2 separate regions of the Mus musculus genome follow, and region 1 is linked to region 2. A link is a contact called in public promoter capture Hi-C data. All regions are on one chromosome and are shown on one strand. The core of a region is the stretch at or near the end of the contact, and the rest is flanking DNA. Distances in the headings are between cores, read along the strand shown.

Region 1 (5,949 bases), core at 281-2,780, 590 kb before region 2:
AGGAGGTACACACCAAAATTCCAGGAGATAGAGGCAAGAAAATCTCTTTCTTTCTCTCTTTCTCTCTGTCTCTCTCCTCTCTCTCTCCATCCCTCTTATTTGCCCGCGCGCATGCGCTCTCTCTCTCTCTCTCTCTCTCTCTCTCTCTCTCTCTCTCTCTCTCTCTCTCTCTCTCTCTCGCACACACACACACACAAAATCAAGGGGCAGAGTCTGGTAGAGCCTAGGTCTCCCTGTATAATCAAATACTGGGGATTATAGGAAATATTGAAAGATATTTTACTCTTTTTATATTTATTTTTATTAATGTCTCTGTGTGAGAGTTTGTACATATTAGTGTCGCTGCCTACAGAGGCCAGAGGAGGGAGTCAGATTTGAGGCTGGAGTTACAGGAGGTTGTGAGCCACTCCATGTAGCTCATAGAATTTAAGATGCCAGGAAGAGCAGTATGAGCTTTTAACCTTTGAGACATCTCTCCAGCCCCATGGCAGAAGAATATTTTCTCTTCCTTCCTTCCTTCCTTCCTTCCTTCCTTCCTTCCTTCCTTCCTTTCTTCCTTTCTCTCTCTCTCTCTCTCTCTCTCTCTCTCTCTCTCTCTCTCTCTCTCTCTCTCTCTCTCTCTCTCTCTCTCTCTTTCTTTCTTTCTTTCTTTCTTTCTTTCTTTCTTTCTTTCTTTCTTTCTGTGTGTGTTTAAGACAGGGTTTCTCTGTGTAGTGCTGGCTGGTCTCAAACTCAGAAATCTGCCTGCCTCTGCCTCCCAAGTGCGGGGATTAGAGGCTTGTGCCACCACTGCCAAGCAGGATTATTTTCTCTTTCTTTCTTTCTTTCTTTCTTTCTTTCTTTCTTTCTTTCTTTCTTTCTTTCTTTCTTTCTTTCTTTCTTTCTTTCTTTCTTTCTTTCTTTCTTTCTCTTCCTTCCTTCCTTCCTTTTTCTTTCTTTCTTTCTTTCTTTTCTTTCTCTCTCTTTCTTTCTCTTTCTTTCTTTCTTTCTTTCTTTCTTTCTTTCTTTCTTTCTTTCTTTCTTTCTTTCTTTCTTTCTTTCTTTCTTTCTTTCTTTCTTTCTTTCTTTCTTTCTTTCTTTCTTTCTTTCTTTCTTTCTTTCTTTCTTTCTTTTTTGGTTTTTCGAGACAGGGTTTCTCTGTATAGTCCTGGCTGTCCTGGAACTCACTCTGTAGCCCAGGCTGGCCTCGAACTCAGAATTCGCCTGCCTCTGCCTCCCATTTTTTTTTTTTTCAATAGTCAAAAAAAGGTTCAAGCTTTTGCTTCTTGGTGCGTTTAATCCTCAAGACAGTTCTGCAGTGAAGGCATTGTTTTTCTCCCTTCACGGGGGTCTCCAAGAGCCAAAGGAGCCTGTACTTTAAAAGCTCTGCAAGGAACCTTGGACAATAGCTTCAGGTCTGACTTTGCAAACAGCTACTAAAATACCGGGTTCACCACAAATACCTGCAACTTCCGAGCTTTTGCCCCCACCCCAAATCCTCAGCGCGCCTGCGTCTCCCATCAGGTGACGTCGGCAGCGGCGCCCCGCCTACTCCGGGAACGCGGAGCGCCGGAGCGGGCGGGCGGCCATTTTGTGAAGCGGCTGTGGAGGTGTTGGCTGCAGTGGGCTCCGGGAAAGCCGTTCGGGCTGGGGCTGTCGGCCGCAGGGCTGAGGCACTCGCGCGGGGGGTAACTCGGGTCTGGGTTCTGGTGCCGCGCAAGCTCTCCCCGGTAAGACTCCCGCAGCCCCGGAACGGGCGGGGCTGTGCGGGGCTCGAGCCGCCTCCTTGGTGCCTCGGGGCGGGGCCTTCCCAGGCCTCGGAGCCCGCGGCCGCGAGCGCCCAACACAAAGGGTCGCGGCGGGGCTGCGGGGGTCCTGGGGCGCCGCTCACGCTCCGGGGCCTCCGAGGATGCGAAAGGTGGAGTCTGCGTGCCGAAGTGGGAGCAGGGCCTTAGCGGGGATGCCCGGTGGTCCTGAGAGGGGAAGCGGCCAGCATCGGGTGGCCTCGCGGCCTGCGAACTACCGGGTCGGGGGGGGGGGGATTGCGATGAAAACGCCTGCACGCTTAGTGGGGAAGGCTTCGTTGGCTTTAAGCGGGAACGAGGTTTTAACTCTCACCTCTGCCCCGAAGTGAAGAGGTCCTAGTGGCCTATGACCTGCAAAAGTGGACTACACTAGGGACATTCCTATGGGGAGGAAAGGTGTCCTGGGAGGCTGGGAACCGGTCGCTTTTAGGGCCTGGAGGTGCAGGGATTGCAGTGTATAGCTTCCTAGGTCTAGCGCTGAGGAGGGGCTTCCTAAGTGTAGGTGATTGGAGCCGCCCTGTAGGTCGGAGAGGCTTGAAGAATTGTAGCTAGGATGGCTGGTCCTTGATTCCCAACTAGGGGAGGGGCTGCTATCTGCAGCACCTTTGGGAGTTGGAGGAAGGAGGGTGGGTGTCTTAGATAGCTTACTTACTGTCTGAAGGTTGGCGGCGCCACTTTGCAGCCGCGTAAAATAGAAGGAAAGGCATTTTAAAGATCTACAGGTTAGTATTGGGGTATGGACTAACGTAGCAGGTTGGAGTGCCCGTGTTAGTAAGCGAGTTAGTAACCTAAGTGTGTGTTTTATTGGAAGTTCTAAGGAGTCCCCTGTGGTTTATTCAAGTGCTAAAGATCCATTCATTCTGGTAGATAAAGTTGCGAATTACAGGCTGTGTTGCAGAAGTATTCTGGGTCCTAAAGCCTTCTTGGCTCCTAGATTCCGAGATGACTGAGTGTGTGCAGTTGGCAGAAACCATTTTATTGTGTACGTTAAGATTTAAGTTGATGCGAATCTTATTATATGACTTGGTGGGAAAAAACTAGGATGGATGGCAACTCAAGGGAGAGACTATTTCTTTCAGGGCTTTTTGGATAGTTTGAGCTGTAATTTTTGGTGAACTTCAGTCTTAGAAACAAAAATTGTCCGGGACCTTGTTAACCATTGTATACTGTTAAAATGTTAAAGAGCGTTTGCAGTTGGAAAAAAATCCTACAAAAAAATCTTTATTTAAAAAAAATAGGTAAATAAAACTGATGTACTTGTTTTTGAAACTTGTTGCTTTTGATGAGATGGAGACTTTTGGATTTGTAGAAAGTGATTGTGGAAGAACTGTTCACATAACTTCGAATATAATTTTGGAAGGAAATGAAATGTTTGTGTTTAGGTGATTTCACAAGGCGTATTGGATAGTTTATCAAAACGTGTTATATTTTTATATCACCTTGTGTTTGATTAAATGTTGGTCACTGTGGATTGTAATGTATAATTTTATGTTCGGATCTGAGACCATCAAACCACTGTGGTGGTTACTGCTCTAGGCTACTAGTTATATACTTTAGGCTTCTTTTACAATTTTGTGGCATGTTGAATGTTTTGATTGGTTGCATATTGAACATTTGGGAGTTGTTGGTACAGTTCTTAGGTGTAAAACTTATTATATCATTAAACTTCTGTTTTATACTGTGTGCCAGATGCTAGACCCCACTGCCAGTCAGAAAGTCCCACTTGAGTTTGCAGAGAGCTGCTGTGCTGTTTGGATCTTGGGGGTTTGCTTGTTTGTTCCTCACTGGCCATAGGATCTTGTAACTTAGACTCACATTGAACTCTTAAGTTGGTGGAGTCACTAGTAACAGTTGACTTTTGATACTTAGTTAGAATACATGATTTTTTTTTCTGAAAATGTAATTAGTTTTACATTCTATACTAATTTCTAAATCTCCCCCTAAAATGCAGAGTCCACCTTAAAAATCTAAAACCTAGCCTACAGTTTTTGAGTGAGTAGGTATTTGCCTGTCTTCATGCCTGGTGTTCTCAGAGGCCAGAAGAGAGGGGGTCGAATCTGGAGTTACAGAAGGTTGTGAGCTGCCTGCCCTGTGGGTGCAGGGAGTCATGGAGCCTCTGGAAGAGCAGCCAGTGATCTTAACCACTGGGCAGATTCTCCAGCCCTCTCCTCTACATAGTTGTAATAAATACTAATTAAAATGAGTGCTCACTAAAAGTTGTAGGCAGACTAAACAGAAAAGTAATTTCACTTGTAGTTCCAGCAGCTTTACTGCCAACCACCTATGTACCTTTGGTTTGCAGAGTTTTACGTTTAAAGCTAGCTTTTAAGACTAAAAGCCATAGTGAAAGAAAATGTGGTTACTTAAGCTAGAAGTAATATTTTTATTTTGAAGTATAAATGAATAAAAATTTATTTATTTCAAGACAGGGTTTCTCTGTGTAGTCCTGGGACTCTCTGTGTAGACCAGGCTGGCCTTGAATTCAGAAATCCTCCTGCCTCTGCCTCGAAAGTGCTGGGATTAAAGACCTGCACCACCACTGCCCGGCTAAAAAGGATATTTTTGTTGGTATCATTAATAACAGTATTAAATTTTTTTGGCAGGAGGAACATCTTATTTACAAATGTCTTGATTTGCTGCCTGAGCACTAGATGAGAAATTAACATGAACATTCAACATTTTACATTTTATCAGTGTCAGAAAAATGTATTTATAAGGATGGTTCCAGGATCTGAAGTGTGTTTTATCTGATAATGGGGGGAGGGGGCAAACTTAAAGGGATGAAGCTGTGGTTTCATGATTTCTTTGGTGATGGGATTACACTGCTGATAACATTGTGCCCATTGTAAATAGAGGCTTTGTTGCTGATCTTTGAGGCGAACCTTTAAGAGGTTGTTGGGATTTTTGTTTCTTTTGGATCTTAAGTGTGTGGTTCTGCTTTGCCCTGATTGTTGTCAGGTAAAGGTTGGTGACTTCACAACATGAAATTTACCTTCTCAGTGTTGATTGCCAGAGAGAGTGGAAATACTGGAGTTTTAGTTTGTTCCTGTTCTTTGTAACTAAAAGGTTTGTTGATGAACATTTTACTCTGAAGTTTCAAATAATTGGAATGGCTAGTAAAATAAATTTATCTTGTTAATATGCAAGTACTTACCATTTTTCCCTGTTTTCTGTTGTGCTGAAGAACCATCTGTTAGGAAATGAAGTGAAAAATGCAGTAACGCAGCTTGCTGTCTTAGGGCTTCTGAACTGTGTGGACTTGTGGCTAACTTTCTCCTGGCCTGTCCCTATATTTTATATGTAGATAAAATGTTTATAAGACACTCTCTGTTGTAGTCCAGACCAACCTCAAACTTTTTTTTTTTTTTTTTTTTGAGGCAGGGTTTCTCTCTGTAGCCCTGGCTGTCCTGGAACTCACTCTATAAACCAGGCTGGCCTCGAACTCAGAAATCCGCCTGCCTCTGCCTCCCGAGTGCTGGGATTAAAGGCGTGCGCCACCATGCCTGGCCCAACCTCAAACTCTTTTTCTTTGTCCCTCTGCCTCTTAAATGCTAGCATTACAGGTGCGTTATATCTAGCTACAGTACCTATTTATATATTTTAAGAAAGGGTCTCATTGCCTGCCCCTGCCTCTATGCTTGTTTTGGACTTTTTTGTATTTTTTTTTTTTTTTTTTTTTGAGATAGGATTTCCCTGGGTATCCCTGGATATGCTGGTGCTCTGTAGATCAGGCTGGCCTTGAATTCAGAGATCTGTGAGCCTCTGCCTTCCTTGAGTCCTGGAATTAAAGGTGTGTAGCCTTCTCCTATCACTTTTTTTTTTAATAGAATTATTTTAATTATGTTTTTCCAAAGTTCACCAGAACTCAGGTGAGCGGAATAGATTTTTAAATTTGGGATCCTGTGTTCAATTAGGATCTAGCTCACATTTTAACACACAGGAATAAACAGGCTCTGGGAAAACAGTGCTGGCTCCGTTCATTTGTGATCGTGGGGCTGGAGAGATGGCTCAGGAATTAAGAACACTGGGTACTCTTTTCAAAAAACCAAGGTTCAATCCCAGAACTTAAACAGCAAGCCACAGACATTGTTAACACCAGTTCCACGTGATATGATACCCTCTTTCTGGGCTTTGTCAGTACTGTGTGCGTGTGATACACAGATAT
Region 2 (6,532 bases), core at 1,587-4,086:
AGCAACACTACAATAGTGAAACTAGAAAAGGGTACAATAATGTAGGCCTGTAATCCTACTGCTTAGAAGGTAGAGCCAGAGAATCAGGAGTTCAAAGCCAGCCTTAGCTAACATGAAATTTGAGGCCAGCCTGGGCTACATGAAACACCGACTATAAGGAATTCATAAACAATAAATCTAGGGCTGGAGAAATAGTTCAGTTTGTAACGTGACTGCCACACAAGCACGAGGATCTGGAATATGGCCACTCATTTGTCATTCTAGTGCTTTGAGGGCAGAGACAGGTAGATCTCTGGGGCTTGCTGAGCCACCAAAGTTGTCCTCTAGTCAACACACACACACACACACACACACACACACACACACACACACCTTAAAATAAACTCCAAAGTCCAACAATTAAAAAGTGGTAAAAACTAGTAATTATATATGTACATGGTCTCTCTCTATATATAAATTGTAATATAATAAAATACTGAGTGACCATTTTTTAAAGAAGCCAGCCGGGACTATGATCTAAGACCTTCACACATACACAGATGCACAGAACGATTTTTACAATGACATATGAAAGCGGTGTTCCCAGAATATCAGCCTCCTGGTTTTAGATAAGTCTACTGGAACAACTGAAGGTGTTAAGACTAGGGAGGAGGGGACAAATTAGGAGACTGCTTTCTGCTTTCTTGATTAAGGTATCTATGTGAATGGAAGAAAGGGTCAGTCTGAGAGAGATTTTTAAGTAGTATTGACAGAATTTGGTGAAACACAAGTTGTGGAGTCTGAGAATAGCATAATATTCAGAGTATAGGTTCTCCAGTCAAGGTGATGTTGGTTTAAATCCTAACTCCATGAAAGCCTTGCTTTAGGACCTTGTGTACGTCAGTCTTTCTAAGCTTCAGTTTCCTTCTCTGTAAAATGTGGGTTGTACCTACATCAAATCAAACTGAAATACTGCTTAGTAAACAATAATAATTCATAAGGTGTAAAAGTGATATGAGAAGATGATGATAGAAGAAATTTATAGTTTAGGATAATGCCATTGACACTACCAGAAAATTAGGGCAAGAAAGAAAAGAATAAATTGGGGAAGAAAGCAGATTTGTAAACCTTACTCACAGACTTGTTTTGCTCAGTATAACATCATCAAAGTGTGTGAAATTAAAAAAAAAGTGTGTGAAATACAAATAAATTGTCTATAGTCCTGTGAAACTTGGGAACAAAATGTAAGTGAAAATCACGGTGTGAGGCTATATACATGGAAGAGGAATTACTGTGTAGTGCTAGCTTACCCCAGGGAAATAGATGTAAGTCGCAATAGAAGAAAATACACAGAAAGAGAATGGAAAAGACACCCGAGGACTCAAAGTTGGACACTACTTGTAGCAATGAACAACTTCGCAATTGATTCGATAATGTTTTGCATTGTTCAGTATCTGCCTCATCCACATTGTTCTTAAACATTTAAATCATTACTTATTTAATGTCTGCTGGGTATCAACTATTCGATAATGGACCCTTTTATTACCCACTTTGGACTTTTTAATTTATGAATCTAGTGTTAGCTTTCCTATCTTAGAGATGAATACATTCAATATAAGTTTTTAAATCTGCCTAAGACTGCAAGCAAAGCTATGTATGTATTTTTCGGGCAGGATTTGTGGCTTGTGTTTACCTTACTACCAAATATCATGCTCCCTCTCAGCCAGGACGTGGTGGTAGGCCAGAGTCTCACTATGGAGCCGTGGCTGTTCTGGAACTACCTACGTAGAGCAGGCTGGCCTTGAACTTACAAAGACCTGCCTCTGCCTCCCCAGTGCACGGGATTAAAGGCCTGGCCAGATCGTGGTTTTGCACCCTAAACTGTCCTGACACTTAAGAACGTGTCAAGGCATAGAATTGTCTCTCAGACTCTGAGTTACTAGAATTTAGATCCAATTTTGGTTTTTTTAAGCAAAAAAACAAAACAAAACAAAACAAAACAAAACAAAACAAACAGGCTTGGTGGTAAACCTCACTCCGTCTTGTTTTGTTCACTATACCATCAAAACAACCAAAGCATCGGCATACTGACAACTCGTACAGTTGTGTATTGGGATTGCTGTCATTTTACACAGAGGCAGGACTCCTAGATGGGAAACAGACTTGCACTGACGCTGAGCAAAACGAGATGGGTGCATTCGTTAAAGGTCTGAGGGAGGCATGGTTGAATTGGAGGCAAAGGTGATTCTCTTCAGGGCTCTCCTTCCCTCAAGGTTCACCCTTGCTCCTTGGAGCCCTTCCTTTCACCTCGAGGGCTCTCTCAGGGAACTTTCTCCTCACCGATCCCCGCTTCTTCTCACGGAACCCGCATCTCCTCGTGAAAACTCGCATCTCCCAAAACTGCCAAGTCGCCAGAGAGTGCCCCAACTTCTAGGAAGTCTCGCCTCACAGATGCCTCCTTCTTCTCACAGAACGCCATCTCTTTCGAATCCCTTTTCCATGTCCCTCAGGGACCCTCCATCTCCTCCCTTTCTAACGGAGCTCGGTAAATCTCCCTCGGACTCCCGCTCCTCTGCTCACTGGCGCCCCCAAGAGTCGCTCGGGCCCAGCCTCACCCCGTGGCTCCTCCACAGAACGCCGGTGCAGCTCGCGGTAGCGCTGCAGAGAGGGGACGTGCGCCGAGCGTCTGACCTCCGGCGGCGGGGACCAACCCCGCACCCGGCCCTCGGCGCCGGTCTCCTCACGAGCCCGGCTTCCACTGCCGCTCTTGCGCCGCTCCTCGGGAAGCCCCATCGCATCAAGTTCCGAACACCTTGTCCGCCGTTGCGGTCGCTGCGGGTGCCGGGGCGGGGAAAACAGGTCGACCCTAGAGGCGGGGCCTCGGGTGAGGGCGGAGCCTGAGGCTAGAGGCCGTGCTCTAGGCATCCAATAGTGGGTAGGGCCGTGCGTGAAGGGGCGGGGTCAGCAAAAACCGCTGAAGACAAGGGGTAAGGGCGGAGCTGTCTTGCCGGAAGGGGTGGAGCCGTAGTGAAAGCAGAAGGAATGGTCAGGGAATGACAGGAGAGGGGTGGGGCCTTGGAATGACAGTGGAGGGGCGGGGCCAGAGGTGACAGGCGAGGAGGCGGGCCCGTGGAGTGATGGGGTGTAGCCCGGCTGGATGTGACACGAGAGGAGGCAAGGCTGTGGAGTGACCAAGTTAGGGTCTTGGAGTGACAAGGGTTGGGTTACGGCGCCGCGCAGCTTGAGACATGAAAGGCTGGCTAATAAGAGGCATTGTGTCATCCGTTGTGCAATTACCGTGGTCTGATTGCGTGATCCTGTCACTCCAGAGTTGGATAGCCAAGTGCAGTACAGTTCCTTCTGGGTGACACTCCACAGTCTCCCACCGAACAGCACCCCTATTCCGTTCCCATGGAAAAATTCCTCCGCGACCTTGAGGGCACAGATCCCCAATATGAACCTTCCTGCTAACTCGTTCTGATTCTCTCCCACCTCTTAGGACATGTCATTCTTTTTGCCTCCATAAATCTCCATCCTGATGTAAAGTACAAGACTCTTAAGTGAAGACGAGGAGGATCCTTCAGATATTGGCTCCAAACGCACAAATTCTCTTAGCACTAAAGGTAAATTCAGAAAAGGAAGGGAAATGTCACAAAGTCGGGGAGCAGATAAAGATCAAGTTATGGTCAGATCTGAGTTCTTGTATTGTTTGTTTTTACTAACATAAACAGAAAGCCAGATCTTAAAATACAAGGTCTATGCAATATAAAATAATACAAGTATAAAGAGGAAAAATTACATTCTTTAATTCACCTAAGTACACACCTATCTGCCACAAATTGAGTTTACTTCCCTCTGGCGTCCCTCTATCCTCTTCACCCAAAAGGAAGCCGAGCAGGACACCCTCCACTTCCTTCCTACAGTTATCACCAAGGACTACCTCATCTTACAATTCAGACTGTCAAAACAAGGATCTTTAATTATTTAGCTACAAGAGTGAATCTGAGGTCTGAAGCAGCCAGCTCCTGCCATTTAATGTCTACTTAGGGCTTGTGACCCATCAACTCACCTGCTACACTGATCTTTGTCCAACTGACCATATGCTTAGCCCACCCTAAACTGAAAAACACATGCTCAGACATATGATCCAGAGCCAACCCAATCCTGAGGGGAGGTTTTAAGGCTCACTAAGCACATACAGACCTTGTAGAATAGACAAGGGTCTCAGCGAGGGAACAGATACTTTCTCAAGGAGACATCAACCCCTCTGAACAAATACACACTTCATTGAAATTGCACAAACTATATTAAGAAGGCAGAGCTTTTTCTGGAGGTCTCAGACCCCTCGGAAAAGCCCTGCTTATAGGATGCAGATGGCATTACCAGGCTAAGAAACAGGCTTTCCTCTAGGAGATAAAGACTTCACTAAAGATATCTGAACCCCGATGAGAGGGTTCAGTCCTCACTGAGGGCCTTCTACATACACTGACGGAGTGGACAGCACTCAGGCCACACAGATCTCATTGGCGACAAAACTCTCATTGGAATAGAAGGAGTCACAGAAACAATGATCGCTATAGACTCCAACAATAAGAACCTCTGTATGGGGAAGAAGGCATAAATAAGTTTGCCTATTGATCTGAAGACCACCATCCCTTATTCCCAATTCCACTGCCCAGCTCTGACCCTCCATTCTTCCTAAACCTTTCTCCTGCAACTGTTCCCTATCTACTGCTGCCCCCTGCTGTCTATAAGTAGCACTGCAGCTCCATGATCCATGGTAAATGCTAAAACAGTTCAAGTCACACTGAGCCTGGAGCCAGGGACCAGGAAAGAAAGGAATATTGTGTGTCCACAGCTTCACCAATCCCATCTCCCTACTTGTGGACTGAATAGTAGAAGTTTGGACTTATAACTATCATTCTTGGAGCTAGGAGAGTGGTTCCAGAGATGGGCTTGGCAAGTACAGAAACACATTCTCCTTCTTACCTTCCCCTCTTCTTTCTTTGTTTCTTTCCTCCTCCTCCTCCTCCTCCTCCTCCTCCTCCTCCTCCTCCTCCTCCTCCTCCTCCTCCTCCTCCTCCTCTTCCTCCTCCTCCTCTCCTTTTTTCTTCTTTTGATGCTGTGTGTCAAACCCTCACACAGACAAGCACTCTACCAAGGAGTTACTTCCTAAGTTCTTAGCCGTCTATCCTTCCCATCCCACCGCCCTGCTCTACCACACCATTATTACTTCTTTTACTTTAACTTCAGAACCACATCAAGCATTCTTTAAAATGCCAAAGAATATTAAGGTTCCAAAGGCCATGCTCTGGCCTACTGAATCGCTTTTCCTGGAGTGGAATCTGAGGATTTGCTTCTAAAGATTTTAAAGTTGGGGGTGGGCTTTCAGGAAGGGCCAATCTCCTATGCTGATACATCAGGGCAGTTCCAGAAGGAGTTGGGGTTTAAAAGAGAAATGTGAGCAATCTGGGGGAGGGAGGGCACAGGAAGGAGTGTGAGATCAAAAGAGAGGTTCAAGAGGGGCCTGCAGGTGAAAAAGCAGTCAGGATGAAGTAGGGGTTGGAGATTGAAAAGGAATCTTGGGATGAAATGAAGTCAGAGTCGTAAGTCAAAAAGAACACTGCGGGTATGAAGAGTAAGTAGTCTTAGTGGGGTCGGAAAAGTAGTTTGAGATCAGAAGAGGGGAATCTTGGCGACCACAGAGAAATTTGGAGTCCAGGAAGTGAGTGGTCCGAAGAGGATCTGAAATCAAAGAGAAATTTGCGCTCAAAAGTCAGTCTGTGGTTCTAGAAGCATATGGAATCTGGGCTGGATTCAGACTGGAAGGAGGAAGGGCCAGGGATTGTTTGAGGATCCCAGAGTAGCGTCTTCATCCTGGCAACCTTCCACTGTCCTCTGGGCTCCCATCCTCCTGCACCTGCCTGCAGGCTGCAATCAGTAGACTTTAAGCAGGCGGGGGCGAGTCATACTAGGACACTGCTGACGGTGGGGGCGCCCCCTCCCGGCTGTCCAGGAGCTCAGACCCCGCCCTCCGCCCTCGCACCCCCCTCTTCACTGCCACTTCCGGCAGGCGCTGCGCTGCTGGGGGTTAGGGCGAGGATGGCGGCTGAGAACGAGGCTAGCCAGGAGAGCGCCCTAGGCGCCTACTCACCAGTGGACTATATGAGCATCACCAGCTTCCCGAGGCTGCCGGAGGACGAGCCAGCGCCTGCGGCCCCACTGAGGGGCCGTAAGGACGAGGACGCCTTCTTGGGAGACCCGGATACTGGTGAGGCCCTCTGGCCCCATCCCTGCCCCGCCTTGGGGGGTTGAGGGTGGGGGCTGGTGTCCTGGTCCTCCTCCTCCTGTTCTGAGCATCCATTTCCAATCTCCCATCTCCTTCATTCATCCTCTGCATCCTGGACCTCTCCCCTTCTTCCTCAGCCCTGTTAACTGTCTGGTGGGAAAGGGGGTATTTTTGCCTTGGAGGCGTAGGATGCGACACGGGAGGGGATGCAAGGACTGCAGCAGGAGAGATTATGATTACCTTTTAGGAAGAACCTATTGAGAA

The links. Promoter capture Hi-C pulls out the DNA fragments that hold promoters and counts their contacts.
Region 1: a promoter capture Hi-C map of hippocampal neurons shows a contact between it and region 2, with 3 times the contacts expected there. The contact joins the promoter of Cpne1 here to the promoter of Acss2 in region 2. A contact is called at or near these places in 4 of 39 promoter capture datasets (cranial neural crest, hippocampal neurons and liver).

What each region holds. Positions count from the first base shown.
Region 1 is chr2:156,107,546-156,113,494 of GRCm38.p6, reverse strand. Cpne1 (copine I) reads left to right here and starts at 1,530. Exons shown (of 16, transcript NM_170590.3): 1 at 1,530-1,709. It overlaps Rbm12 (RNA binding motif protein 12), which reads left to right and starts at 1,530. Exons shown (of 3, transcript NM_029397.3): 1 at 1,530-1,709.
Region 2 is chr2:155,514,347-155,520,878 of GRCm38.p6, reverse strand. It overlaps Acss2 (acyl-CoA synthetase short-chain family member 2), which reads right to left and starts at 2,836. Exons shown (of 18, transcript NM_019811.3): 1 at 2,595-2,836. The coding sequence starts at 2,772. Ggt7 (gamma-glutamyltransferase 7) reads left to right here and starts at 6,033. Exons shown (of 15, transcript NM_144786.2): 1 at 6,033-6,250. The coding sequence starts at 6,082.